2 separate regions of the Oryctolagus cuniculus genome follow, and region 2 is linked to region 1. Evidence: chromatin contacts called from public Hi-C data. All regions are on one chromosome and are shown on one strand. Each heading gives the region's core, a stretch centred on a gene start, on an enhancer-like site or on the middle of the called end of the contact. The rest is flanking DNA. Distances are from core to core; before and after follow the strand shown. Region 1 has its middle 100 kb from the start of SGIP1. Region 2 overlaps PDE4B (phosphodiesterase 4B).

What was found. A called contact is a pair of places that touch in the nucleus more often than the background predicts.
Region 2: a contact with region 1 is called in a Hi-C map of embryonic fibroblasts, with 4 times the contacts expected there. The contact joins two enhancer-like sites. A contact is called at or near these places in 5 of 6 Hi-C or Micro-C datasets (ear pinna, embryonic fibroblasts, psoas muscle and 2 more).

Annotation. Positions count from the first base shown.
Region 1 is chr7:106,136,182-106,143,385 of mOryCun1.1, forward strand. No RefSeq gene overlaps it. Among named protein-coding and RNA genes, the nearest start is that of SGIP1, 100 kb to the left of the region's middle. Within about 2 kb of position 3,765, at least 1 of the 8 cell types and tissues checked has an H3K27ac peak or open chromatin away from gene starts, as enhancers often do.
Region 2 is chr7:106,320,270-106,326,937 of mOryCun1.1, forward strand. PDE4B (phosphodiesterase 4B) reads right to left here. Exons shown (of 17, transcript XM_017346216.3): 5 at 5,112-5,148; 6 at 4,914-4,984. Among named protein-coding and RNA genes, the nearest start is that of SGIP1, 290 kb to the left of the region's middle. Within about 2 kb of position 5,337, at least 1 of the 8 cell types and tissues checked has an H3K27ac peak or open chromatin away from gene starts, as enhancers often do.

The sequences.
Region 1 (7,204 bases), core at 2,515-5,014:
ATAAAGGGAACAAATTTTATGTATCTCATACACACTTGTGCTCTTTTGAAAATGCTGTTGAAAGAAGGAAGGACAGGCTCAGGCTAATAGAAGAAGATGGCAGATTTGCAAGTTTTGTGCATATGTGACTTTCACCAAAACTCTGTATGTGTGGAAACTAAGAACTTGGAAACACACTCAAAATCATCAGCTATTGGGAAAATGATCATTAAAACCACAATGACCTATCACTACACATCTGTCCAGTTAGATATGGAAAAGACTGACAATATCAAATGAGGATGTAGAGGTTTAACTAGAACGGAACCTGGAGCATATTCTTGAAACACATTTCTGATTGTGTCTTACTGTGTGGAAAACACCAGACTTTTTTGGTTAAATGCCCACATACCCAATTAGTGAACCACAGTCTAAGGTAAATGCAATAAAAGGAAACTTAAGGATGTGGTCATGAACCTTCCAAGCCAGGAACACCAAACAATTAGAAAGCCTAAAAGATTTGGAAGTGTTGAGAGTTCTGAGGTGCACTGGGCTGCAAACATGGGCCTGAATGTAGGGGGTTACTTACTGGAATGCACTTAAGGCTGCTTGGAGAAAGAAGATAGAAGGGAGGCTGCTAGGCCGCACATCAACAGGCTGTATTTCCTTTCCCAGACTCTCAAGTCTCTGCAGTGCAAATGTTCATCCTGAGTTGAACTTCGGTGTAATAACACAACTCTCTGTTAGAAAGAGGAAGGAAATTAAATGAGGTATTATACCATGGAGAAGCAGTGCGTGTTGTCCACTAAGTGAGAATGATTCACAAGTGCAAGGAAGAGTTCAGGTGGCATTTCAAACAATCAGGACAGTGAAACAAGTACTACCAAAATAAAACATTAACTTATCCCTCCTTTTATGATCAATAGCGTAACACTACAATTTAGCAAGATAAGTAATAATGAATATCTGATATAAGCAGTTGCGTTTTTAGTCAGAAAAGTTCTTAGTAAGTATTCAAATCATGGCTTTGAGAATTGAGAGGTTTTCACTGTTTTAGACATAGCTTCTCTTATGTTCTACTGGCCTTCTCCTTCCTCGCTGGTCAAAACTGTGGGATTGTCTTCACTAGTCCATTTAACCCTTGGATGCCTCATTTTGCTCCTTTTCAACCGAGAAACAGACATTATTGGACATAAAGAACATACTACAAACCTAACACATATCCCTTTAATAAATTAATGCTTTGGTTTTGCCAACACTAAAGTGCTATCACAAGTCACATCGAAGACCATAATCTTCCAGGGACTCCAAACCCTCCGGAGGATGTAAACCACTTCCTGAATCCAACTGTAAAAACTAACTTCCCCATTTCAGTAGAAATGACACATTAACAAGTCAGTACCACAAGAGTCTGCGCTTCCTACTACTAATAAAATTTTTAAAATTTCTCAGGACTATTTCTTTTTTTTTTTAAGTTGGAAAGAATTCCAGTGGCCTCCTTGTTGTTATTTATATAGGAGCAAAGTAAAGCTCAAATGACTGACAAGACTAAACTTATACCACAAATTCCTGAGCCTATTGATTTTTCTTCAGTCATGAACAGGCCATAATAGAATTACCCATCCTCAATTAAGTACCGGAATAAATAAAAATACCTAATGCTCCATTCAGCCTACTCTTGGTATCAGGTGGCAGATGTGAATCTGTTGTAAAATTGACTGAAGGAGTGGTAAGAGCCGTATTGATAAATGATATGGCTACCTGAACTGGTATCATCATCAGTCACTTTCATCATTCTGAAATGCTGAGAAAGAAAAAAAAAAGGTATGTGCAGCAGAGAAAGAGGATCTGGGAGATTTTTTGAGCCTCGGAAGTAGAGTATTAACACCAGAAGAGAAGATAGCTTTGACTTTCAAGAACACTGCCGTGGGTGGAGAAGAGAAGGGAATGAGTTGAAAAGCTGCTTAGTGCAAGTCCTGCCTGTTCAGACACTCAGCCCACCTGAGCTAATCACGAAGAGATACAGAACACAGTCAAGAGAGAGCACAGTTGTTGAAAAATCACAGTGCAATGGAACAAACACATCATTTCCAGAATATGGAACTCTGAATTAGGAAGACAGGAAGAAAAGGTGCTCTCTTACAGGCACCAAGGTTGTAGCAGTGAAAGTGCCAGTTGTTGTTTGAAAGCCACCTCCAGCAAATAACCATAGTCTGAGTCCTAGCAGACCACTGGTATTCCACTCATCCTTTCCCTGCCTACTGGGTCTGCTCTTAAAGACGGTGTTAGGAGATAATGACTGGCCATTCCTGGCCACATCTGTTATTGCTGATCACATCCTCTGAACTCGACCCTTCTAATTATACACCTAGAACTCAGAACAGTGGGATGAGAAGAGCCCTGCAATACATTCCTATCCTGGCACTAAGACACTTTGGGTCCCATCATTCTTTTTATAGATATTTCTCCTGGGTGTTGTAAGGTATTTAGCATCATTTTGGTCTCTGCTCTTTACATACCAGTGAGCATATCTCTAGTGGTAAAAACCAACTATCTCTAGACATTGTCAAATGTTCCCCAGGGATGGGGGGTATCCCCCAGTTGAGAATCAGTGCCTTAAAGTACTGCTCCCCACCATTGTTACATCTTGATCACATAGCTAATAGAAATATTTGTATATGATAAAAGATAAACTATAGGAGATCCTACAGTTGTTCATAACATTGGGTAAAAATCATTAAGATTTGTATTTCTACACTTAAAGGTATGAGAGTGATATGACACACCTCAAGTAATATATTAAGAAAAATAAAATAACAAAATACTTAGGGAAACATAAAATTCACATAAGTTTAAAATAAAATTTTAAATGAGAAAATTGAAATGATTGCCACTGACCTACTTTTTTTACCATCAGATCTCATGCTCCAGATAGCTATAAACAACACTGGTGAAGACTTCTAACGAGTGCTTCAAAGTCCCAGTGGTATCTGTCAACAGGAACTCGCATTCCCAAAAGCAGATGAGAAAAAAATTTAAGCCATTTGTAGATTTGCATCATTTGAAATTAAAGAATATTGTAGCTCATCCTTTTCTTATACAGGCAAATCAATGTTTTTTTTTATGATAAAGCAAAAACATTTCTGATTCAAACTTGTGTGTGTTTCCTGCTAAGGTCTACATTGCATATTGCATATACATTGTAAGAGTAGTTGCGCTACAGCTTGTGAAGTTCACCTAATGTACATCTTGTCCATCTGCTGCAGGTGGACCAGAGTCTGTGATATACACAGAGACAGAGATTTGGGGCTATCAGAATTCTGGGGCCCTGCTATGCTTCCTCACTCCTTCATCCCCAGCTAGCTGCATACTGGGCTGAGCTCTGAAATTCTGGGCACGTGGCTCCAGTCTTCCCTAGTGGTCCTCAGACCTTATCTAGGACAGCTAGTGGTACATGCTGTGGCCGGCTGCTGGGACACCCAGGCACTAGCACACCTTCCTGGCTGCATGCAAGGCACAGTGACGGAGCAATGCATGGTAGATGTGGCCCACGGTACTCACTGCCTTCTCTGGGGACTATCAAGATAGTCCTAGGGCTTTTCCACTGTCCAGACCACTCACCAAGAAAACTGTGATGAGGCTCCTTTTTGGCAAGAGACACTTCTGTAAGCCATGTGTGACACACTAGTGTGACACCACATGTGTGCTGGAGAGTTCTGCTTTTTGTTGTTGTTGTTTATCTTATGTGAGTACCTTCTGGCCCTGAGAGTGGCATGATTCACTTCAGGTCACACAGTAAGTTCATGAAAGAGCTGGACCGGTACCTAACTCTTTTCACTCCTGGCACCACACCCTTGTAGCGTCTTCATTTCTTGTCTTTATTTTTTCTCCCCCTCTTCCTTCCTCCCATTGACGATTCACCACAAATTCCTCATGAGCCTCGCCTACTACTCAAAGACATTGGCTTGTGCAGCGCCGACCACAAGGAAGGCACTGTTTCTTAAGCTTCGGGGCGCATAAGAATAGAACTTTAAAAATAGGTGTATTTTACTGCTGCTGTGTGTTTGTGGAGAAAGTTGAAGCAAGAAGACAGAAGAGTGAAGATTTATGATAGGAAGCATGAGGGCTTATTTCCATTTTTGCTGGAAATGCTTCGTCTAATTTCTTTGTCTGAGTGCTATCCTAGACACCAGATCTTGGTGACCTTGAAAGCCTAGAGCGATCTGAGCATTAAAAATAACAGATTAGTTTATCAGGCGAAAGCAGAAATGGCTACAGATGCTTGAAGGGTATGCAGTGTTTTCCAAATTCAGTTGGTCCGAGAGTCGCATTGAGAGCTTGTTTAAATGACCTGTGCAAGGATTTCTGTAACTGCCCACAGGTCTGCATTTAACAAGCCCCTTGGGATTATCTTACTGAGAATACTGAAACAAGAATAAGCCCCGATAGCTTGATTGTGTTATATAATGTGGACATTGCCAAAAAAGTGAGAGGAATATAAATTTTTAAAGTAGAAAATCTAATTTCTCTAGGATACCTCTTGTTTATAGTGTTCATATTGGAAAATTACTTCCAGACCGGCGCCCCAGCTCACTAGCCTAATCCTCTGCCTGTGGCGCCGGCACCCCGGGTTCTAGTCCCGGTTGGGGCGCCGGTTCTGTCCTGGTTGCCCCTCTTCCAGTCCAGCTCTCTGCTGTGGCCTGGGAGTGCAGTGGAAGATGGCCCAAGTGCTTACGCCCTGCTCTTGCATGGGAGACCAGGACAAACACCTGGCTCCCGGCTTCGGATCAGCGCAGCGCGCCGGCCGTAGCAACCATTTGGGAGGTGAACCAATGGAAGGAAGACTTTTCTCTCTGTCTCTCTCACTGTCTAACTCTTCCTGTCCAAAAAAAAAATTTTCCAAAAACCAGAACAAATATGCAAAAATCTTCTCTCTTCCCTCTCTACTGTGTTCCACATTTATCTATTCTGAAACTGGGAGAAGGGAGGTTGGATTTGTCCTTAAATGAATGCAACCCATTTATATATAAAATAACCCTGTCCTGAGTGGAAATCGCCCAGTCACAAACTCTCCCAGCCCTCTGCGCCTTTAGCCCCTTTGCTTTGCACCCCAAATCTAAATGCCAGCTCAGGCTCCCTTTGTTTGGGACGACCTGGTTAGACATATTTGTGCTGGATGCCCACCCCCTGCTCCCCAGTAAAGGCGAGGCAGATGGCGGAACAGAATAGACACAGTGTGCTAGTGACAGCCTTTCTGGACGTGGGCTGTGGTGAGCTCGCTTGGAGAACCTCTCAGCAGTTGTAGTAGGGACCTGGCTTCAGGACATCACATAACAGAGTTCATTCTTATCCAAGTTAATCTTTTTCTTCTCAAGAAATTTTTAATAAATAAATTTTTAAATAAATCTTACATATATGTGTGCTATATTATAGGTGTATTTGTATGGAGAGTATGTATGTGGGAGAATGATTACTATCATTTTACTCACACAAAACGAGAAGGTTGGGGGGGCCTCTGAAATCTATATCAAATGCCACTGTATACTCTCATCTGTATTTTCCTATTTGAGCTCCGTACAAATTTTGTGAGAAAGGTAGAGTTGATACTATTACACTCATTTTGAAGAAATGGAAATTTAGAGATTTAACATTATATGAATTTTAAAAAGCGATCCTTTCTGAGGGGCAGTGTTGTTTTTAACCTGTAAAATAGGCATATTGGTATAGTTAATCCTATTGTGACACTGTATCATACTTAACTTGTCTTAAATTACAAAGCTAGAAAAGGACTTGAACCTAGATCTTCTTATTTCAAACTCAGTATATGGTCTTCTAAATAACAGTGTTTATCGAATGGGATGGCACTTGAGCAGTTAATTAAGGGGTCCGCAGATCTTGCTTTCTCCAGAATGATTAAGTCAAGAAATGCTTGCCCAGGGCTGGCGTTGTGGCAAAGCAAGTGAAACTGCCATCTGGTATGCCAGCATCAAGTATGGGCACCAGGTCGTGTCCCCGCTGCTCCTCTTCCAATCCAGCTCCCTCCTAATGGCCTGGGGAAAACAGCAAAAGATAACCCAAGTGTTTGGTCCCCTGCCACCTATGTGGGAAACCCAGAAGAAGCTCCTGGCTACTGGCTTCAGCCTGGTCTAACTCTGGCAGTTTTAGCTGTCTGGGGAGTGAACCAGCAGATGGTTTCTCTCTCTCTCTCTCTCTCTCTTTTAAAATTGATCTTTAAAAAAAAAAAAAAAAGAAAAAAAGAAAGAAAAAGAAATGCTACCTGGAAGAGTCAGGATACCCCATCCATGTGGATCAACCCCCTTTGTATGGTCATGTGGATGGACTGCCCTGAGGTCACCTGGCCCCCGGTATGCCCAACAAAGCCATACGTTCAGAGTCTGAGAGCCGGGATACGTGACAGCACCAGGTTGGCAGCAACATTCTCCCTACAGGATGGTCCTGTTTGGCAATAGCAGGTAGACATCAATCCGCTAGGGTTTTAAGGCAACCACATCTGCATCCATTAAGCCTTGTTTTTTCTAGTCTTTCTGCCTCATCATTTCTGGCTTTATTAAATTATTGCTTCATTTTCATTTTATAGGAAAGAAAAGGAGAGAGAGAATTTTCCGTCCAGCGGTTCATTCCTCCAATACCTACAACTGCCAGGGCTGGGCCAGATGGAAGCCAGGAGCCAGGACCTCAGTCCAGCTCTGCCATGCGGGTGGCAGATGCCTACTACCTGAGCCATTACCTGCTGCCTCTGAGAACATGCACTGTCAGAAGTGGAGCTGAGACTCAAATCCAGGTAGTCTGATGTGGGTGGGACAGAGGCACCCCAAGTGGTATTGTAAACACTGCACCAAATAACCACCCCACGCCTGTTTTGAATGAGAGTAAACCATGCTTTCCTTGGAATACCCAACCATTAGATATAAATTTGCAGAGTGACAGAACAAGTCAAATTGGAAATGAGAAGACTTAATCTTGGCCCCAGTAGCTGTGTAAAAGTCACTTGACCTGTTTGAATACCTGTTCCCACATCTTTGAAACTGATGCAGCTGATAAATCATCTCTAACACAGGTGTTCTCACACTTTCAGCAGGCGTTAATCACCTGCAAAGTTTATTAAACTACAGAATGTAGAGCTCCATGACCCACTGACTGATTCAATAGGTTAAAACTGGGCACAGGAATGAATTTTTCATAAGCCCTAAAGCGATTCTGCTCG
Region 2 (6,668 bases), core at 4,087-6,586, 190 kb after region 1:
AAATATAAAATTGTAAAGAGTGTCAAAGGAAAGCAGTATTGGTTGCCCCCTTTCCTATAGTCCCTAACTTATAGAAAAGGAATAAGGAGTGATCTGCCTGCGTGCTGCAGATAGCGACAGGAATTGTGAGGATGATGTGGCCATAGAAGTTGCTACTTTCCATCTTTGATTAGCACAGTGGAGAAAGAACTGGACTATGAGTAAGAAGACAGGAATCTTACTCCTTGGCTCTGACACCTCCCAACTGTTCAGCCTTAGGCAGCTCATTGAACTTCTTAGTTTCTTCCTCTCTTGGGGAGAGAAGGCAGCAACTACGATTTACTGCTGATTTACAATGTGCCAGGTCCTGTGTGGGGGGTTTGACTTATATTTCCCTACTTACTTTGAGGAAATTTGGCCAGGCTCTTTCCAGCTCTGAATGCTCAAGATTTTACGATTCTCAGCTAATTTAAATCCCATGCCAAAGTACATAAAGCAATGAAAGACACTTCAGATATATACTGAAAGAAAATTAAGTGGTTATTAATTCTTTCCCAAAGAGTACATGCACGTTGACTAAATTATGCTCGGGCAGAATGTTAAAACAAAGATGTTACATGATTTCCTCATAGCCACAGGTGCTGTTCCTGATGTTGGTGAGAGCAGGTCGAATGATAAAGGAGGCTGTGCCTTTGCTCCCAGCCCATTCTCTGGTTACAGACTGCTGCGTGGTGAGCATTCCCACTCACACAACCTGACTTACTCCACCAGTCGGTTGGAGGCCAGTGAATGCTTAAGGAATGCTTATATGAATTAACAATTCTAAACGAAAGCCATATTTTCAAATTCACTTCTGTGACAAAGGAAATGGGGGTTTTCATTTGCAGCCAAAAAGCACAGGCCCAATCAAGCTTCCCTCAGTGGGACACTTCATGGAGGTGCAAGGAAACCACCTCAACAGGAATTTTGAGATTTTCACCCTTTGTGTGGTAAAGCTCAGGCAGACAATGGACTGCTTGCATGCCAAGTAAAGAGCCAAAGATAAAAGAAATGTTAACTCATGCAAAGTATAGTTCTATGTGGGAGTTCCTTTACATGTAATAAACCGTACTATCTGGATGTCTCATGAAAACCACTCCAAGGACATAATTATCTCTTAAATGTTACAGTCAAGGCAGAGGAGTGGTATGCTGGAACCCAAGTCAAATATCCCAGAAAGCAAAGTCTGAGATCCACAAATCTTACAGTCCCAGTTGCCAAGATAAGTCAATATCTAGCAGAATGGGGCAGGGGCTGCTCTCTGTAGGCTGCATCCCCTCCTGGCAGATACTCTAACTTCAGTTCCTTCCAGTAGATTTCCCATACTTGTCTGAGGACATTGACTATCTAGGAACAGAATGGAGGGAATTAAGCATACCCTCTGTTTTCCAACCTGCCCCTGTCAGACTGTTCCATCTGTGGCTGAAACCTATCCTCCAATCCTCAGCCTGAACTAGAGTGAGGCCCCTTTAGCTGCCCCTGGTGACGTCTGGTGCTGAATGTGTGCTGATTTTGATTTGTGGGTAATGTTGGCTCCGAGGAAGTATTTGTCATCAGTAATAGGATCCACTGTACAAATGTGGGTATGGATTTCAGCAAGATCATTAGAGACAAATCCCTCAGTGTTGGATACGTGTGGTTGGCTTTGACCAGAGGTGACTAAAGGGGTCACAGTGTGAGAATGCACTGTGGATCTCTTCTGTCTAGAGGAATCACGGTCAGAGGGCACAAAGTTCCTGAAAGTCCATGTGTTCTGCAACACCGCATTACGGAAACACCGGATTCTTAAGAATGTGATTTGAGCTGACGCAAGACTACTAAGCAGTATGATTAGACTGCATGCCCCAGAAGTACTACTGAGGAGGAAAACTCAAATTCATGCTGACAAGAGAAGCACCTGCCCTGACCAGCGTTCTCATTGGAGCTATGCAGTAGTGGTTCGGAGACAGTCCATGCTAACAAGGCCTTTGGGCTCTGTCGTTACTCACCCCATCCTCCCATTCCCACCTCCATCATTGTGGTCTGGAACTTCACTCTCACGTTTTACTTCCTGAAGACATTTTTAATGTCCCTGCCTTCATCTATTCCCTTTGTTCTTCTTACAAAGGTCTTTCAGGATGTCAGGTTTCACTATGGCTCTGTTGCTCACTGGAAACAGTAATGGCGGACACAATCAATGAATCTCCCTAAACTTTGTTTGCTTATCCCCAGAATGCAGTTAACAATACCTGTCAGGAACATCGCTTATGGTGATTGTAACTGAACTGATGAATTTGAAAACCCTAAAGTGTTAGATTCCTTCTCTTGAATGTTAACTCTGACTCCTTGATTTATTCAAGAAATCAAGAAAAAGGTAACTATCAATTCTGATAGCTCACATTTACTCTACTGGATCCTATTTTAAGTGCTTTGCAAGTATCAATCCCTCTAATCCAAACAACAGCCCTATTTTACAGATTAGCAAACTGAGTTACTGAGAAGGTAATTAACTTGCTCGACTATATAGTTTAAAAGTGGTAAAACTGAACCTGTAAATATGGGTCCAGAGGCCATATTCTGTAAAGAAAAAAAAAAGTGGGTATAGAAAAGGTATCACTCCTAAGAAACACACTTTCCTAAATGATTGGTAGTTCTTTCAATACTTTTTTATTTAGAAATTCACAGGTCTGATGAATATGTAGAGAGTTCAAACTACATGTCACGTATTCTGCAAATAAACACATGTCTTGCTCCTAAGGGGCACACAGTCTACTGTGGACAGGAATCCATAAAAGATTGTGGAGAGGTTGGCAGAGTGCTCCGGGGCCAAATGAAGCCCATTCAGCCAAGCTTGGTGGGGTCAGGGAAAACACCTTGTGAACATGGTAATTGAGATGAGTCACAAAGACAATCAGGATTTGGCTAAGCAGAGGTTGGCAGGTGGAAAGAGAAATTTTAGAAAGACAGAACAGTAAGTCCATAATTTGGATGGAGAAGAGAACATGTAGAGAACAACCAGAACATGGTTGTTGAAAATAATCTTTTGTAGCTACAGACCTGGCCTGATATTCACCGCCATATACCCAGGTACTTCCTATTAGAATGTTGCAGAGAACTTGTCTACCTGTCCGTTTTGGTCACTATTATATTACTAGTTCTTGGTATATTGTAGCTGTTCAGAAAATATTTGTTTAATGCATACATGCATGCATAAATGAATAGCACATACTAAACAAATACTTGTGAGGTGAATTAATTAATAAATGAATAATAGGAGTAACCACTTCAAAAGAAGCTGAGACAAGCTTCTAGTTTTCATACACAGGTTGACTGTTCTTTATCTGAAGGGTTTGGGCTGATAGTACTTTAGACTTTGGATTTCCTTTCATGCAGGAGTATTTGAACATATACAATGAGATATTTTGGGATTAAGACCCAAATCTAAACATGACATTCATATGTGTTTCATATATACCTTATGCAAAATGGTCTGAAAATAGCTTTGTACAGTATTTTTCATGCATCTTCATTTTGACTGTGATCTGTCACATGAGGTCAGTGTGGAATTTTCCACTTGTGGTATCATATCAGTGTTCAACATCTTTGGATTTTGGATTTTAGAGAATTTTGGGTCAGGAATTCTCTGTGCATTGCATCAAATATAATCAAATATAATATAATGCACTATTAATCAAATCAACTGGAACTGGGTCATGAGCTGCCTTGGGTGTCAGACTTCAGCATTTAAACTTTATCTTACTAATAAGGGTGGACTGCTTCAGTGCTGTGAGCCTGAGAGTGACACGGTTAAACAACATGGTAGAAAGTTCACTGGGATTGAAGTTTGAATGATAGTTTAGAGGAGGAGATACCAGTCCAATAGGGTATGTCACAAGAATGCTTAGTGCCCAGTTATAGGATGGTGAAAAAAAGAAGTAAGCATTCAAAGCAGGGTGCACTCCCACTTTTAACAAGCTCACTCTATCAAAATTTGAATGTAGCAAAATAGAGGACTGATTAACAATTCACAGATGTGAAGGGATAGGTTACTCCATAGTGGGCATTGGCTGATAAACCAGGAGATTGAGGTTTGGGCCCCCATGGGTTTCTAACTTATGGTATGGTTGTAAGCCAATTTCTGGGTTCCTGAGGGCTAGAGTTTTTCCTCCTGTAAAATGAGGAGGTTGAATCAATGTGTCAAAAGACCTTCTCCATCCCTCCCGGGATCATGTATTCTATGGCCCTACGACCCCTACTATGATCTTTTCACATGCAGCAGCATGAACTGTGTAGCACTTGGGTTAGGTTTCATAGCTTAGAACTGTTTTGGAGGAGACATTTACTGCAGACGATGTCAAGTTCCAACCCTTTATGTTACAAATGAAGAGACTGAAGATCAGCAATGCCAACAGAAATGAAAAAGGTCATACATTTGGGGGCAGAGGAGAAGACAATCCCTCTCTTACTCCTCAAACTGCATAAACCTGTTTATATGTGACAAAAAATATGCACCTTGGAGTTGAACTTTTTGGTACCCTTAATTTTAATTTTAAATTTCTGAATTCATTAATAACTTATTCAAGAAGAATTGTAATAGAATTTGTGTTCAATAATGGCCAACATGGCAAATATAAAAGTCAACAACAATAAAATCCTAATCTCATTCTTTCATTTGTTTAACTCTTATTGTGTTCAAAATGTTAAGAGTATAATGATTAATAAGTTCCAGACTAGATAATTCCTAATGCCTTACCAGTTTTAAAACAATATAGATGCTCCATTCTGTTTTCATTGTGTATCCTAGCTGGAGGACAAATCTCTATTCAATGTTGGGTTGTTTCTGTTCTTTCAATGCTGTTCAACCTCTTTTGCCATTATGGAAGGGGTTCCTAACCCTGCCCAAGGTCAATGCTTACTTGTTGGATGTTCCATGAAGATTTGTCAGCAGAGTGAAGTTGTTTCTAACACTTCGCAAGCTGGCAAGGACCTATAAAGAAAATGTTTCAAATAGTTAGGGACAAACAGAGGATGCAAGTGGCCAGTTTCAGAAACCACACTTAGAAACCACACCAAGAGACAGAGTGAGAGCAAGCCAGGGCCATCATGATACACACCTGAGCAAAAGGAGTTACAATCAAGTCATCGCCGTGTCTGGGGAAAAAGAGAAGACAACACTTAAAGATGCACTTGAATTATAACTGTAACTTATAAACTGTAATATTACACTTTACCAATGTTAGCAGCCTAAAAGTTAGCAAGTCTTTTTATCTGAATATAAGAAAGGACTCAACAATTAGGCATAAATGGGGATCCTGAGAGCTTGAAAGAAAAAATACCAGGTTCATGACTCCTGGATTTGCAGTGACTACACATAAAAGCCTTTGTAAGTAAGCATATATCCTCAGGGTATAGCCCCATTAAATAGCAGACCCAGAGTGCTGTAATTCAAAGCGACTTGTGGATTTTGGTTGCCAGAGCCAGGAAATTCAAAGGGAGGGCTGCTCACAGGCACACACAGAGTTGGAAAAAATGGTATAACAGTCTGGATAAAGGTTAACTTTGGATTTCCTGGCTTTTGTTGATTTGAACCACAGCTTTAATGCCATTTAAACACAGATTTCTGTCTGGGAATCCCATTACTTTTTGTTTTTAATATAACTTTTTTCTTAAAGTACCCAAGAAAAGCTTTTGATGGGAGTGTACGGACTGAGCCTACTACAACATGCTGTTGCCACTCATTTTGTTCCTAAGAGCTGATTAAGCTGTACCCAGTGTTATATAAATGTGTTTTCAGAAGTGTACTCATTCTTCCTTCCATGGCATATACCTCAGTAAACCTACTTAAGCCCACCTCCGGCAAGCTCTCTAGTCGAGATATTAGAAGACATGTTGGCTTGTGCTGCAGTCAGACAATCAGGCCAATTTTCTATCATGATGTGAAATATTAACAGCAGCACAGAATCTGGTGGACAATGACCTTTCTTTGCTCTCTGGTCTGTCTTCTCTGTCCTCAAAGTTGCCACATAAATATGGTACCTTATTCATCAGCTACAATGAGGGCAACCAATAATTATTAAGCATCTGCCCTGTAACAGACCTTATATGAGGCCAGGAAATCCACGTTCAACAATACACAACCCTCTGGACCTTTTCTCTAATTTAGGCATTTGACATGGGGCCTTTTTTAATGGTTAATTTAATTTTTCACCTACTTGAAAGGCAGCACAAGAGAGAAAGAGAGACAGAGACAGAGACCTTCCATCTACTGGTTCAACTCCCCAAATGCCCACAAAAGCCAGTGTTGAGCAAGGCCAAGACCAGGAGTATGCAACTCAATCCAGGCTTCCCACATGGGTGGCAAGAACTCAAGTACTTTGACCATCATTCGCTACTCCCAGGATGCATTAGCAGAAAGCTGTATCAGTAGCAGAGGATCAGGGACTTTGGTACTGGCACTCTGAAATGGGATGCAGGCATTCCTGAGTGGTTGCTTAACTTGCTGTACCACAATGTTTACCCAGGGTCTCACCTAATGCAATATTTCCCTTTCCATCTTTGTCTATATAGCTAGAATTCCTCCTTCAGTTTAATCAAGCAAACCTTTGTGTGCTTACTTTGTGTGATAATACAAAGAAGGCCATGTGATTGTATGTCAGACCCTGTGCTGAGCA